Regions from separate parts of the Mus musculus genome. Here region 1 is linked to region 2. A link is a contact called in public Hi-C data. All regions are on one chromosome and are shown on one strand. Each heading gives the region's core, a stretch centred on a gene start, on an enhancer-like site or on the middle of the called end of the contact. The rest is flanking DNA. Distances are from core to core; before and after follow the strand shown.

Evidence for each region. Hi-C and Micro-C count contacts between places; a contact is called where the count stands out from the background.
Region 1: a Hi-C map of nephron progenitors shows a contact between it and region 2, with 2.4 times the contacts expected there. The contact joins the enhancer-like site here to the promoter of AI197445 in region 2. A contact is called at or near these places in 3 of 484 Hi-C or Micro-C datasets (cerebral cortex and nephron progenitors), 8 of 115 datasets of contacts at active chromatin or transcription factors (bone marrow-derived macrophages, differentiating embryonic stem cells, embryonic forebrain and 5 more) and 1 of 9 other capture datasets (embryonic stem cells).

The regions. Positions count from the first base shown.
Region 1 is chr13:107,541,696-107,549,230 of GRCm38.p6, forward strand. The region is part of intron 1 of Gm32004 (a long non-coding RNA gene); the gene reads right to left. Gm31920 (a long non-coding RNA gene) reads left to right here. Exons shown (of 4, transcript XR_382877.3): 1 at 1-697; 2 at 1,544-1,724. Among named protein-coding and RNA genes, the nearest start is that of Gm31920, 4.5 kb to the left of the region's middle. Within about 2 kb of position 4,721, at least 22 of the 459 cell types and tissues checked have an H3K27ac peak or open chromatin away from gene starts, as enhancers often do. A contact at or near this core is called in embryonic forebrain, where this site is marked.
Region 2 is chr13:107,467,767-107,475,349 of GRCm38.p6, forward strand. It overlaps AI197445 (expressed sequence AI197445), which reads left to right and starts at 2,056. Exons shown (of 3, transcript NR_045083.1): 1 at 2,056-2,160; 2 at 4,681-5,804.

The DNA of each region.
Region 1 (7,535 bases), core at 3,471-5,970, 77 kb after region 2:
CACACACACACACACACACACACACACACACACAGAGTTCTTTAAATGGTATGTACCATTCTACGAGGCCTACCAAACATCAGACACTCTTTATCAGCAGTTGTGCTGGGGTCTCCATGGCAACAGTATAATAGATTTGCCCTTATTCAATCCCAGAGGCCACATTGAAGCGCAATGCAAAATTTGCTGGGGCCTGAATTCCTTTCAAGCCATGGCTCATGTGTCAGGAAACAAGTCAATGCACAGGCAATCCTGCACATAAAGATGGAAAGGAACCTTCTCTCTCCACTGCCGTCCGCTCACAGTGACATTCAGAAGCCCAGAGACTTCTAGATCTCGTTTCTGTCTCGTTTTCTAGTTATTAATTCACTCCTTTGGGTGGAGGGGGGGGGGAGGGGAGCACCATGCTTCGCAATAATCAACCACCAACAAAAGTGCAAGCTAGCTGCATGAAAACGAAGCATGCATCTTAGCCTCCAAGGTTACATAGGATCCAGTATGGCTGAAGCCCGTCCACAACTGCAAATGGACTTCCAAGGTGTGACGTACCTCCTCCATGAGCCAGACAGAGCAGCTCGGGCCACCTCGCCACGCAAACTGGAGTGGTGTTCTTTGATAGTCTAAGCAATCTCCCCCCAGAGAAAGGAACACCGAAGAATGGACGTGTGCTCTCTCATCCTAGATCCAGGCTCACCAGGTAGGTAGAACTCCCCGGAGTTCACACCTGAAGTCGACGGTGGCTAAAACAAGCGCAGCTTAAAAGTTAAACAATCATTTGTTTCAGGTTTATTTTAATCATGAGCTTTGAGACTTCCAAGATGATTACTTTGTGGGTTAATTATTTTCTGTGCTGTGGATTTCCAAACCTAATTGCTCAACTTCATTATTGTACATAGTGATCCATAGCCAGTTCCCCAAATTACCTGTCCAAATATTTTCCCTTTTGATTATCGCTGGGAACTTGCTATTTTTTTTCCCTCCCTGAGTTGAAACTGCATAAATGACTTGGTTGCTCTGTGTATGTGTGTGTGTGTGTGTGTGTGTGTGTGTGTGTGTGTGTGTGTGAGAGAGAGAGAGAGAGAGAGAGAGAGAGAGAGAGAGAGAGAGAGAGAAGAGGCTTTGCTCAGGCAAAGCCTGGTTAACAGGAGGGCAGTGGTTTTCATACATTAATGTATGTAAAAATCATTTTTTTTAAACACACTATTCCTTGAAGCCTAGGCCTAGAGATTCTGGTTCAGTAGGTCAGAGCTAGGAGTTTGGGTCCAGGGATTTCCATTTCCAACAAACTCAAGACAAAACCATTGGTCCAAAGACCATAGAGTGAAAACCAGATAGTCAGGGCTGACCTTGAACTCATGGAATGAAGCGATCCTCCTGATTCCATCTTTAGAGTAGCTGGGGACCTGAATATGTGTTAGCACAAAGCTAATGTCCATGAGTTAGACTTTCTTGACTTCTGACTCAAAGGCTGTCCGAATGTTTGTCATGATTGTCTATGTTTTTCTTGAAAGCACAAATCATTAACCTTTAGCCTCTTCTCCAGCACACAGACCTGTATTTCTCCCAGCCCCTGGATTAAGACAGGATGGGAGCTGTGGAAAAGAAAAGGGAAAAAAGCACCAAGAAATCCAAATATTTCCTCAGGAATAGGTGTCGATCAGTCGTCTTTGGATGGATATGTGAATGAGTAAGGATGTCACAGTACCAAAGCTGCCAAGCTCCAGGTAAGGAATCATAAACACACGTGCCACATGCTGTCTTATGTGTGATTTTTACAAGTGATAAGTGGGCTTTGTGAGGCATGTGGAGTCAATAATATTGTGGACTCTCCTAGGAAGCTAAAATTACTCTGAGGATCACTGTGTAGAATACAAAATTTAAAACATGTCCAGGTATGACATAGTTGCTTGAACCTGGGAGTTTAGGATCAGCCTGGAGAGTTTGGTGAGACCCCCATCTCAAAAAATATAACTACTATCTATTTTGATAGTATGAGATCACATGTGCATACACACACACACACACACACACACACACACACACACACACACAAATTAAATAAATAGAGGCCATGAATCAGAGATAAAAAGCAAAGGACAAGCAAGAGTCAGAGGGAAGAAAGCAAAGGAAGAGAATGATGTAATCATCTTTTCATTCCAATTTTTTTTAAAAAAGGTACACCAACTTATTCTCTACTAAACGACATAAAAGTTTCTGTTCCATGTTTAAAATCTGAAGTCACAGATGACTTCATTTCCTATGCCTGTTGATTTGACTCTAAAATCTGGATCACTTTAATAATTAGCAACAAAAAAAAATGTGATTCTACTTCCTCAGACCACAGGCTTGCTACTAAGTGCTGGGTAAGCGATGCTCTAGAGAGCAGACCCTAGAGAGGGTGGTAGAGAGTGTGGAGCTGGGTTACTGTGGTCTGCTTTGTGATTATGTTTCAGTTGGGTTCTTAATAAGGTAGCTGGCAGTCATTCATTGTCATAATACTTTCCACTACATCTTCTGCTCTAAGATATTCTTCCCAGAACAAGACCAAGTATTCCAGAGTATGCATCTCTGGACACTAGGTGGGAAACCCCCTGGGTCTTCTCTCTTCTTCCAAGGGGTAAGCTACTGTGTAATGAAGAGACTATCTTAACTCTATTGCCATCCTGCCACAGATCCAGCCTTCCAGTAACAGCATCCCACAGAGATTGGGGAGAGATGAAATTCTCTAAACATAAACATGGATACACGGAACTCTATAGTTTTACCTCAGTCTTTGAAAGGTGACACTTAAAGAATTCTTCTACCAAAGCAGTAGGGGAGGGAGAGAAAGAGAAAGGCCCAGAGAAGGTCAGGTCTGAGATCGTCAACTAGTCAGCATCTGAGAGACACAGTAAGCCCACAGTCTAAACGCCCCAGAAGTTCCCACATGCCTGGTGTGCTTTACCCTCTCAGAAAGGATAGAGGTGCTATTACTTCAGTTCCTGCCTCCAGGTTCCTGCCCTACTGGGGTTCCCGCCTTTGCTTCCTTCATTGGTAAACTATAATGAGGAAGCATAAGCCAAATAAATCCTTTTCCTCTTCACGTGACCTTTGATCATGATGTCTATCATAGTAATAGAAACCGGAGCTGAGACAGACAGTTACCACAGACTCACAGTTCAGCAAATATTCACGGAGCACCTGCTCTGTGTTTGGTGCTATGCTATGCTTTGACAGTTGCCAGGATGAACATGGCATGCCGTTTCATTACAGGGTGGTTCCAGCCAGGGACGTCAGCTTTTGTCACTGTCCCATAGCTTTCTCCTGTTCACCTTTCACCCTCCTGTACCTCGAGTCACCAACTAGACTGGCCGTCATTCCTGACTCTTCATTTCTCTTGGTTGCTATTACTCTATTTTCTTAACATATGAGCTATTTTTCCTATTTAAATTTTAACTTTTGGATATCTGAGATAGATCCTTATAAAGCGTGTGTTAAATGGATGGCTGTCTTCTTATTTTCTGATGTAACCGGGTTGCACCTTAGAACGGTAAGGAGTTGAGAAATTTCAAGGGCCTAACGGTAAGGAGTTGAGAAATTTCAAGGGCCTATAAATCTCACCTGCCATGTTAACTATTTTGTGTCACTACATAATGTATCAGCTTGGAGGACATTTGTTTTAGGAGATAAACAAGCATAATAAGGAGTGTCTTCCTTGTGACGTATCTCTGTGGGCTTCACCTTGGAGCCCTGAACTTTGACTGAGAGTTCACCTGCATCTGGACTACATGGACAAGCATGGGTCTCAGTCATATTTGCAAATATCTAAGTCGGGAGGATACAACTGGAGCCGCAAGAGGGTGCAGGGAGCCTTCTCAGCAGAAACTGAACTGGACACAGGCAGATGTTCCTTTGAACTGAATATGGTACTGAGCGCTGCTAAACTGTCAGTTCAAGGACTGCCTCTATCATCTCCAAGGAAAGCTGGTTCTGTCCCTTCTTGTCATAATTCTCCACAATCTGCCCAGAGTTTGGATTCTGCCTCTCCCACTGCCCCCCACAGCCCTGTCGTGCCTGCAGTGGTCAGAAAGACCATGCCTTTCTGGCCATGTGGAGCCCACACTCTACGGACCATTGTTTCATGGGGCCACACTGTCATCCCCAAAGACGTCCTATTAGGACACTTTGTCAACAGCTGTGGGAGGCTTCCCATCCTATGAAAGGAGGGATGGGAACAGTCTTTGCACACATCGGTGTATAGGTCATTCCAACAGTCCAACAATACCTGATTATTCAAGAGACTCCAATTCATTTCCCTCCGCTCCTCCTCCACGGTTACTCTTGATAGAAACCTAATTTGCAGAAAAATAGCCCCTGCCAGCTAACTTCTTCTCCGGAAAGCATGCTGCTGACCCTGGAACTCTTGTCTCAGCGAGTCCTCATTCTCCTTGTCAATGCCTCAGTCTTGAAAAGCAGTCTTCTCCGTTAAAAGCCTCCCTTGGCCCCCTTGGCACCTTGTTTGGAAGATGGTTTCTTTCCCTCCTATTCTTTGCTTCTCTTTTTAACATGTGTGCCAAAATTGGCACTTTCCTTTCTCAGCTCGCTCCCTTTCGGGTATTAATGCAGGCAGCAATGGAGAAATGTGAGCGATTTTTCCAGCTTCTGCACTCAGCCAGCCCATGGCTGATGGATTGAATGTAACATGCTCTCCCTTACATATCACTATTTAAGTGAAGCGCTTGGGCCGCCTGGTGATGTATGGTGTTATCCAAAGCGCCTGACACAAGCAGGGAGCCAAGGCAGGCTCCACCGTCCTCTGCAAAAATAACGGTGCTAATGGCATTTGGTGCAAATGAGACTCCTGGAGAACACACTGGGCTTGTTTATCTCCTTATTATTTCTCTTTGTCAAGCAGCCTTTCTCTTTCCTCTCTGGGGCTTCACAAGTGTGGCCTGCCAGGGTTATTGGGGGAGGGGGAGAAGGTCTCAAAGAGCTCAAGATTTTGTAACTAATATTGAACGCCAGGGAGAATGGAAGCCAAGGTCAGGTTAAGAATAAAGAAAATTGATTTGGAGGTCAGGGTCATGGGTGTGAAAGGCCCTGAACATTGCCAAAATATTTTCATCATCGCTGTTTTTGTTGTGGAAAAGAACAGAACCTATGTGAGGAGGCTAAGAGAAGAGAGAGAAACTGTCTTGGAGAAACCTGCAGAATCAGAATTTTGCATGATTCGTTGAGTTTATGTTTTCCTTGTTTCCTTGCCTCCCTTGTATGTGGCCAGATCTTGATAATTAAGCCCTTTCTTCCAACATGGAACCCTGGACTTGGGATGAACTATCTCTCTCTCTATCTCTCTCTCTCTCTCTCTCTCTCTCTCTCTCTCTCTCTCTCTCTCTCTCTCTCTCTCTCCATGCTGTTCCCTCTCTCTCTGCTGAAGCTTGAAGACAAATTCTTCCAGTTCTATTTGGGGGACTGAGCTATTTAATGCACCACTGTGGGTCTTTCTACTTCCCGCCCATGCCTACAATATATCTACCACACAGAGCTGTATATTTTAACGAACGCTCGTTATTATTGGATCTCTGACCCGATTTCATTGCTATATTCTGAAGCAGAAAACACGCCAGTGGCATGGAATTAGCAACACATTCTGCCAGTGTGTTAATTGTGCGAGAGCTGTTGGCAGGAGAATCTCCTAGCACAACACATCATTTATTTTTTATTTAAATTTGGTAGCAATGTTATATTGTGTTCAAGGAGAGGTGCCATGACATAAATCACTTGAGATTTACTGTACATTCGGGGGGTGGGGGGGAGAAAGAAAGAAAACCTCTGCTTCATGCAGCCGTGCAGAAGAAATTATGTAATTTTTTTTTTCACTTAGCAGGCAAGCTGCTCGAGCTAATTCCTAATTTTTTATAAAAAGTTGGCATTTCCCAGCAGTGGTTTGGGACATCCTCGGGCCCCAACACGGTATCTGAACGCAGTGGTAGCTGCACAGTAGCAAATCCCTTACTTTGATACCAGCAAATACACATAAAAAGCATAAAAATCAGCCAGGCGTGGTGGCGCACACCTTTAATCCCAGCACTTGGGAGGCAGAGGCAGTCGGATTTCTGAGTTCGAGGCCAGCCTGATCTACAGAGTGAGTTCCAGGACAGCCAGGGCTACACAGAGAAACCCTGTCTAGAAAAAAAAAAAGGCATAAAAATCAAAATCTTCCAGGCCAGAGAGACTAGTTTTCTCTGATAGCTAGCCCTTCTATATACCCCCAAAGACCTGAGGTGACATTCTATAAATCCTGCTAACTCTATAAATGTATGAATGGATGGGGGAGTCCCAAAAAGGGGGGATGGATCCACACAGAGGCCCTACAGAAGAAGATGGCTTTCCATCCTTCCCTTAGGAGTAGGGGCCACCTTTAAACGAGGAGAAAGGTAATATACATTTACCATCATGTTTTACTCAGTCCTTGTCTGCCAGCTTACTGTGCCAGCTGATATATGTCAGCTTGTTCAGACCCTAGCCATATCCTGGATGTATAATTCTATATTCACCCCCCCAACATGACATCATCAACTCTCTTGCCCTTTCCCTTCTGCTCCTGGCTTCTGAGCTGCCTCCTCTCCCCATTGTCCTGTCCTTGTTCTCAGGCATCACTAACCCACTAACCTCCTGCTTGATATCTACCCTCGTTGGCTGCTAACTGTCCTCTGCTTTCCACTGTACAGCTAGTTCAGCCCAGAAGTTTGAAGCAGAATAGGCAAGGGCTGTCCCCTCAGGTGCCACCAACTTGGTAATGAGTCTTTCTCTAGAATAATCCATGGCCTGAATCCGATATGGTATGTAGAAAAAAGACTGAGCTCCCAGCTCCCTGCTTTTGCCCTGCCTTTAGGTAAATGGTTTCTTCCTTGGGCCTGGATTTCACTATGTGGAAAAGAAAAAACATAATGTAGGTAAGAACTGAGTCAGGTGACATTTACAGAGACCTCAGGGTTGGGTTGACCTGTGACCCAGTCAGGTTTCTGGGCTTCCTGATCCCTGAGTCATCATAGTCGTATTGACTGAGCCCATAGAGGCCATCTACCACACCAAGCAAGGTATTAGCAGAGATGAACCAGGGGCAACATGGAAATCAACCCTCATAGAACCTCGAAGAGATGGGGTTTCAAAGTCTCCTACAGACAGGAAATCTGGGACTTAGCCAAGGAAGACCATGCCATCAAGAACAAAAACTATGCTTCCATATCAAGTTGCCAGATTTGAAAGACATATTTGAAATCAGTGCCTTTTAACTATAGTTATTTGGGGTGGTTGTCAAAATAAGGATACAAAGACTGACCCCCATCTAGACCAGCTGAGTGGTAGAGTCCACGTAGGGTTTAGAAGTTAAAGAGGGGTTTAGTGACCAAGGAAACTACTGTCTTCATGTTGTTCTACTGCAAACTCATCTGTCACTGTGCATTCCTACCAAGTAGGCCCTTGACAGAGGGAATTAAAACACTGGCTGTTCCATAGCTTTTATGCTAGTGTCCTCAAAAGACCTACTGTGGGCT
Region 2 (7,583 bases), core at 806-3,305:
CAGAATATGGTAAAGGAATATAAATGAATAAGGCTCATTACTTTATATTCATTCCTGTTACTTCCATCTTCAGCTGGGGCTTTCTTTGGCTTTTTTTTATTTCAAATGTACAGAAAGTTGAAAGAAATTATAATGAACACTCATATACCACCCCCACCCCCAGATTCATCTACCATAAGCAAGAGTATGTTGCTTCTTTCTCTGGAAATGCATGTGAGCACACGCACTTTTAAAATGTCGTGAACCATTTGAAAGCAAAAACAGACATTGTGACACACCATTTCTTAAGGTGTATGAAATTCTTGAAGAGCAAATTCTTTGCCATGGCTCTCTTTAGAGAAAACTATCTATAGATATAAGACATATAGATATTATGGGTTGGCTTTAGGGAGCACACAAAATCATTCACAAAACTTTCAATGTATGAACAATTTTCTTGGGGCCTGGGATACCTGTGGATCTTCTTCAGAGCTTCATACCATCCAAACCAATATTGACTCCCTTCAGGGTCATCCTCTTTATTCCAAATAGGACAATTATGTGATGAAGTTTGAGTTTTCAGCTACCTTAGGCTGATGATAATTCAGACGCTTTTAACATCATTAATTGGCTTTTTATTAGCTACCAGAGAGGATTAGCGTTCCTTAGAAGGGCACACAGCCTTTGTAACCATGTCTCCACTGTGCAGCCAGTCTCTCTTCCACTGTCACAGGTCCCTAGGCTAAATTCCCACTCTGAGCTTCATGGACTCTGCCCTCCACACTTCTTACTCCTTACTTTTGAGCGGTTTCTATTTCCTTCAAGCTCCACTTGCCGTGGAGCATCCTTCTAACGCTCCCCACAGCTCTTTCTGTCTCTACTGTGAACATTCATGGATGGCATTACTTGCCGAATTTACTCCACCTATGTGTTTGCACAGCTTCATGCTCTGTGATGTTGAGAAGCACTCAACATACACATTACTAGATAAATATATAACAGAAAGATCTCACATCCCACCTAGTCACCTGAGCCCTCCAGGTCGGTTCCTGATTCTGTTTCCTGAAGGAGGCTTGCCTGGTCTCAAACACCTGACTTCACTTTCACCAAAGACTTTTTGATCCAAGAGTAGCAACTCATGCCTGTAATTCCAGCACTCGAGAGATGGAAAGTAGAAGAGACTGAGACTGGTCTGGGTTTCTGAATAAATTCCAGGGCATCCTAGGCTAGAATGAGAATCTGTCATCAACAAACAACCGAACTCAGAAAACAAAACAACCCACCACCACCACCACCACCCCCAACACACACACACACAACACACACACTTTTGGGTCCCTGCTCAAGTGACACTCTGTGGTCTTCTAGTTTTCACAGACTGACCTGTTGGCACATCTTTACTATCTCTTGGCTATCCAAATGTGACCACTTGAATAGACAGCCCTATATCCATGCATGGGGAAGCAACAGATAGTCCAAGAAATAGACATCTGTACAGGCACTGGGACACTAAAAATGGCACAAAGGGGGATGGATCAGTTTGAAAGTCAAGAGGAAAAAGCCCCAAGGCTTACTCTGGAGACCATTGTTATTTGGAATAGAATGCAATGCCATCCCCAACTGAAATATAGAAGCTATCATTGGGACACATGACCTTGAACTGGGAGGGAAGCGGGGGCAGGAGCTCAAGGCTGTGTTCTTTGATTTTTTTCCAGGTGACTTCAATGTACCTTTCCAACATTGGCACAAACACTGCTAATCTAGAAATCAGATCCTGACTTGCAAGGTGGCAAGCAGCTGGCCCTTTGGCTAGCAGCCAGGTCTGCAGCACAAGTAGAAACTTGCCAAGGAAAATAGAGCAGCAGGTTGAGGTTGGGGTTCATTCTGTCACGGGTCCCTTTGAATGTAGAAGGAGCTGCCCAAGAGAAGATTCTGCCCCACCCCCTGGGTGGGGTGGGGCCAGGGAGTGGAGGAGGATTGGCTAGGATTCAGAGGAGATGGGCTGGAACTTCCTGCTGAGCCTCCAATTCTCCAGGGAACCCCTCCCCGCACCCCCCACCCGGCCTCCCAGCCCCCACTCCACCCATGACTGTTTGTGTTGGGAGCTGCTTCGAGGCTGCTGAGCTGTCGACTAATGTCAAGGCTGACCTCAGCTGGCAGCGCCCTTCTCCTACTTCCCTGGTGAGTTGTTCCCCATGGGATGTTAGCCCATCTGCTTTTAGAAATGTGGCTGTCCCCAGCCTGTGTGGCCCCCCTCCCGGCTCCCCATCACTATCTCCTGGCTCAGCAGCTGGAATGCTGAGGCCACAGTGAGCGATGTCTCTGCACAGATTCAATCCCCTGTGCTCCAATCAGAATGTATTACCAGGCAGGGCGCGTCAGCTCGGCGATTTGGCTTCAACAATAAATCTCCTTGCTTTCATGAGTTTAAATCAGACTTTAAAACATCGCCCTTAATGTTCTTTTAATGCAGTTTTCTTCTGAATGAGTTCCCTTTAGGTCCAGTCCTTGTCATTAAGACACTCTCTTGGCAAAGGAAGGAGGGCTTCTTCGAAGAAAATCCTGCCAGTTTAGGAAACCAGTTGAATTGCCTTGGTGATGCCAGGAGCCTCTTTCGAATTTTATAAGGACACTTGAGAAAACAAAACTCTCTGACTGTAAATTTAATTTTCTCTTGACAGCTTCAGTGTCTCTGCAACCCCAGACGTTATCCATTACTTCTCTCTTCTGTAATTAAAAATCAAGGGATGGGGGGGGAAATGTACAGGATTAACAACTTCTAATTTTCATTGATGAACTCTAAGAGCTTATCGATAATGGGATCAGAAAAGCCGCCTCGCCTAAGCTTCATTTTTCTAGGTCGGCTGGTTTTAATGGAGGATCAAGCCCAGGGTGAAAAATATTCTGGCTTTCTAAAGAGTCCCAGTGCTAAAGTTAGGGAGAAGGGCAGGGCAGACCCACCGGAGCCTGCGGCAGGAGGTAGCTGAGAAACAGGCTGGCCTTGCCAGTTTCACAGACTCAGCATTCGGGCTTGGGGAGCTGATTACGGGGGAAGATTAAAAGGCTGTCATTCACACACATGTTCCTCTGCTGTGGATGGCTTCAGTAAGAGAGGGGCTTGCACGTATCTGCTTAGGCGGAAGAAGGATATTTCCAATTAAAAGAATATTGGTGGTAATTTCTTTTGAGTTATATATTTGTAGATAACGCTCTATCATGGGATGAGGGCATCCATCCTGTTTATTACCCACAGGGATGTAGTTGAACATGGGTTTCTCAGAGAGATGCTGAGCTGGTCGATAGTATCTGGCTGCATCATCTCAAACGCTGTGACACACAGTCTCACAGCAATGGTGACAGGCATTTGACAGGAATGGCTATTAACATGCACGGATTCCATGAAGCACCCAAGGACAGGAGATGAGTTAAGATGTTCCTTTTAAAGGTAAAGCACAGATACAATGAAGCCTTGGTGAGTGACCTTGAGGTTCTTCTGTAGCAGACGGGCCTCTGCCGTGTGCAAACGGGCTGGGAGTCTGAGGTTCAGGCAGAAATCGGGTGATCTGGTCCCATCGCTTTCTTGCTCAGAGCTGGAAATGTCAGAGCATCTCTAGGGACCCAAAATGTACAGGACAGCAGAAAAAGCCAGAAGTCCGAGATTCTGTCAGAACAATGCCAACTTGATTGGCATCCTTGGGAGATGCTTAAAGCAAACCTAGGAAATCCCAGACAGCTAGGATGTTGCTTTCTGCAAGGTCCCCTGTTCTGGGTATTCTACCATCCCCCTTAGCAGCTGATCTACCTTCCCATCAGAACAAGCTCCATTGTCACAGAATTAAAATGTTGAAGGTATCTACAGCACTAAGACCCGTGGAGATGACACGTGAGTCAGGTAAGGATGTGGACTAGCCAATGGTCAAGCCTGAATGCCAGGCTTATAGTCCATGTGACACTGGGCACAACAACTTTTCTGCAAGATGAAAATCACTTTGGCTCCATCTCATGGGGGTTCTTATGAGCCTTAAATGAATAAATATGCCTAGGGTGTGTGAAATAGTGTCCACAATCTAGAAAACATCCAATCTTCCTGCCTCAGCCTTTCAAGGACTGGGATCAGAGCTTCTGAAACCACACCCCTGATCCAGCTCAATCATTTTTAATCAGAGACTTGGAGGCAGGGGTTGGGGCAGAGTAGTTACTGTAGCATATAATGTGATCCTATGGGGAACATACATGGATGCTTTTCATTTTAATTACTAAATATTTATATGTGATAAGAAAAATTATATGCCAATTATTTCCTGGACACTGTTGATTAGAGAGATAAATCCTCAAAATGTGAACAGATTCAAGAACCTGTGCGATTAAATATGGGCAAATTACAACACAAGCTGCATCGTGAAAGATAGGGAGACTGGCAGGAGCCTTCGGGGGCTCGAGGGCTGGGGAGAGTAACCTTGGTGCAGGAGGAAAGATGATGCTAGAATGGGTGGTAAGAGCATAGGGTTTCATATGATGTGTTGTTAAGTTTGGACTTTGTCCCAGAGGTGAAAGAATGTAGTTGTTTGAGAACTCTGTATTTAACACAGAGAGCTGATTGAGATGGCGTTGCCCATTACGAGATGATAGGAATAATGATAATGGAATGTAGGCATATATTTTTCACAATTTATTTTAATAAGGGTTCAAATTCCTTTCTAGTCTACCAACCACCAGAGATAGAAGAAAAGAAAGGTTATTAAGGAGAGTGGGCCTGTTTAGAAATAGTTCTTTGAGGTGACTCCAGTCTTCATTGCTCTCAGTCCAGCCCCCTAGCAAATATCCCACACGAGCCAGCAGCTGCAGACCAGTCCACGACGAATCAGCAAGTGCAGTCCAATCCAGAAGAAACCGCAAGGCTTGCTGACTGGCCTGAGTCCGTGGAAGGAAGCTCATGAGAAGTTCTTTGTCGAGTTTCTCTCTATGAAGCCAAGCTCAGCAACACAATGATGTAAGGCGAACAATACATGTGTGTCCTTAGTGAAGATTAGCGAACGAACAAGGCAGAGCAAAGCAAACCAATGCTTGAGCCCCCACTATCTGTGGGGTCATGTTTATCTTCCATCTAAACATCATGCCTCCTTTCACATGTCTGCTATAGCAAAACATCCTTTCACCTGTGTGCCCCAGCAAAACATTATTTGACATAACTGAAGTTTCTACTTCAATAGAGAGTGAGGAACACATGAAATCAAGGCATCTCTGAAAGGCAGGATGCTGAGCGGTCAAAGCTGAGTCAGGAGTGGATGCTGCATCAGCAACCAGCCCAGGCATGTAGGAGTTGGAGTCAGAAGGGTGATCATTAAGTGATGGCAAAGAAATTGATTCAGTTTGATTGACTCTAGTTGAGGAGCCTGCGGAGGTGGACGCCTAACATCAACAATACCTTTTGAGCACCCAACTCTTGGAGTTCTGGATACGAATGTCATGGGTCTTCGAGCACCTGTACACCGTGCTTTGATTTCTGCCTGGATCTGTCCTCCAGCCCTCTCTACCGACCCTTTCTGACGTTCCTTTCTTCCTGCATTCAGCGGCTATTGTTTGAGTGCTTACTATACATTCTAGAAGCAAAGAGACTGATAAATCAAAACATGATAAAGAAGCAATCTATGCTACAGGAAGGAAGCAACCAACAAAGCAAAAAGGAACCTGTCCAGTGTGTAAGGTGGCTAAAAAGCCAAGTAGGGTGAGGGGATGGGGACTCCTGGGAGGGGAGGAAGAGTAAGAAGCCATGACAACTGGGAGGTCAGGAAAGACACAGGTGCAGTCATGGTCATTTGTAACAGGTATGTTGGGTTTGAACAAGAGATGGAAGTATCATGGGGAAATAACTTCGGTGAAGGGGATTGTGAAGACAAATGTTGTGAGCAGGGAAGAGTCATATTGTCCATACGGAGCAACTGGAGTCTGGAGACTGTTGCCTGTAGCTGTAGCATCTGCCACTTAACCCAGAATATATAACACAATTTTAGATTATCATCTTGCCCAGTATGTCTCTCCTCTTGAGTTCCTCACCCTTTCTGCATTCAATCAATTTGTCCCAGCCTGTCCTAACCCTGAGCATGCAGCTTTCTCCAAACCTGCAGGATTGCAATCCTAGCTACTTTGGAACCTTCAGTGGGAGCATGCTAAGTTCAAGACCTGCTTGGGTTACCAAGCAAGTTCAAGGCAGCTTGAAAAGACCCTCACTAGAAGTAAAAGACTGGAGATGTAGCTTGGTGACAAAGTGTTTGCCTGGCCTGTACAAATGCCCTTAAGTTCAATCCCCAGTCTACAAAAGTACAATTTTTAAAATCAAAAGAATTGCAGGGAGCACTCAGAAGGATGCAAGACAACACTGACCTCTGACATTGGGTATCCCATTTCTAGCTGGATTTTCAGTCTAGGAGCCAGGTTTGGGAGTAGGGGAAAGGCTCAGGCTGTAAGGTCGGTCAAGCTGATGGTTTCCAGGAGAAAGAAGCCAAATTCTAGCTTAAAGGGGGAAGAGAAGCTGTTCTAAAGCTTAAGTATGGAGATCCTCCTGGAAGGGTCTGTGTCATGCAGACGCAGCCAGGCAAGAAACAAGGAGTAATGATTCTAAAACCGAAATGTTTCCCAGGTCAGTTCAGAAAAGGTCTGGAAACAGGAAGTTTAGATAAACATCGAGGTGGCTTTAAGCAACATTAGGAGAGCTGCTGTGAATCCAACTTCTAGGCACAAGGAGTCCCGAGGATGCAGGCAACTCAGAAGAGACTTGGTTCTAGCCCAAGGTCAGGTTCATCTCAGTCAGTGTTAAGTCAGTGTTGATAAGTCCGTCAGTGATAAGTCAGTGTTGCCAACCTCACATTCTTGGTACTCCGCCTAAGGATAAGTTCAGGCTAGGGCTCACCCTAATCACAGCAAATGGCTCAGTTTGAGAATTTGGTAGTGGCTACAACCTAGAACCCACAAAACCTCCAGAACTTTATCAACAATTTGGTTGTTGGTCTAAATCATTTGCCATTTCCTATGCCATACCTATGCCATGCCTCTTCACAGAGGCAACTTCCCAGCCTCTTGAATTTGGGCTTAGTAATACACTTTGGTGTGCGATAATTAAGTGAGCACAATCATGTCCCAAGCAAGCATTTTATAAGGCTATAAGTCTGCCTTTGGCCCTGGCCTGGTAAGCTTCAGCCATCACTTTGGTTAGTTTGATGGCCCCAGAACATAAATGGAGACATGAGATTCACCAGCCAGTGTACCCTGCATCCAAGCTGCCAGCCAAACCCAGGCTAGACCAGCCCAACCTCAGATACCCCCCACTTTAGAAGCAGTGATGAGTGACATCTTCTTTAGATGGGATGACAAGACCAAACAACTTTTCAGGCCTGCCTCCAGGTGCCTAGCTCACTGCTCTGCCCTCACAACCTTAGAACTAATTTGCTCATTTCGTTTGAGATGCTCCCTGGAAATCTACCACCTATCTGGGTTCCTTATGGCAAGAAACCTAGATGTCTCCATGCAGCTGACAGATAGTGAAAAGCGACAGGGCTGTTTCTGTAGACACCAGGGGCAATGACTGAGCTCGCTGTGTGTGTGTGCCT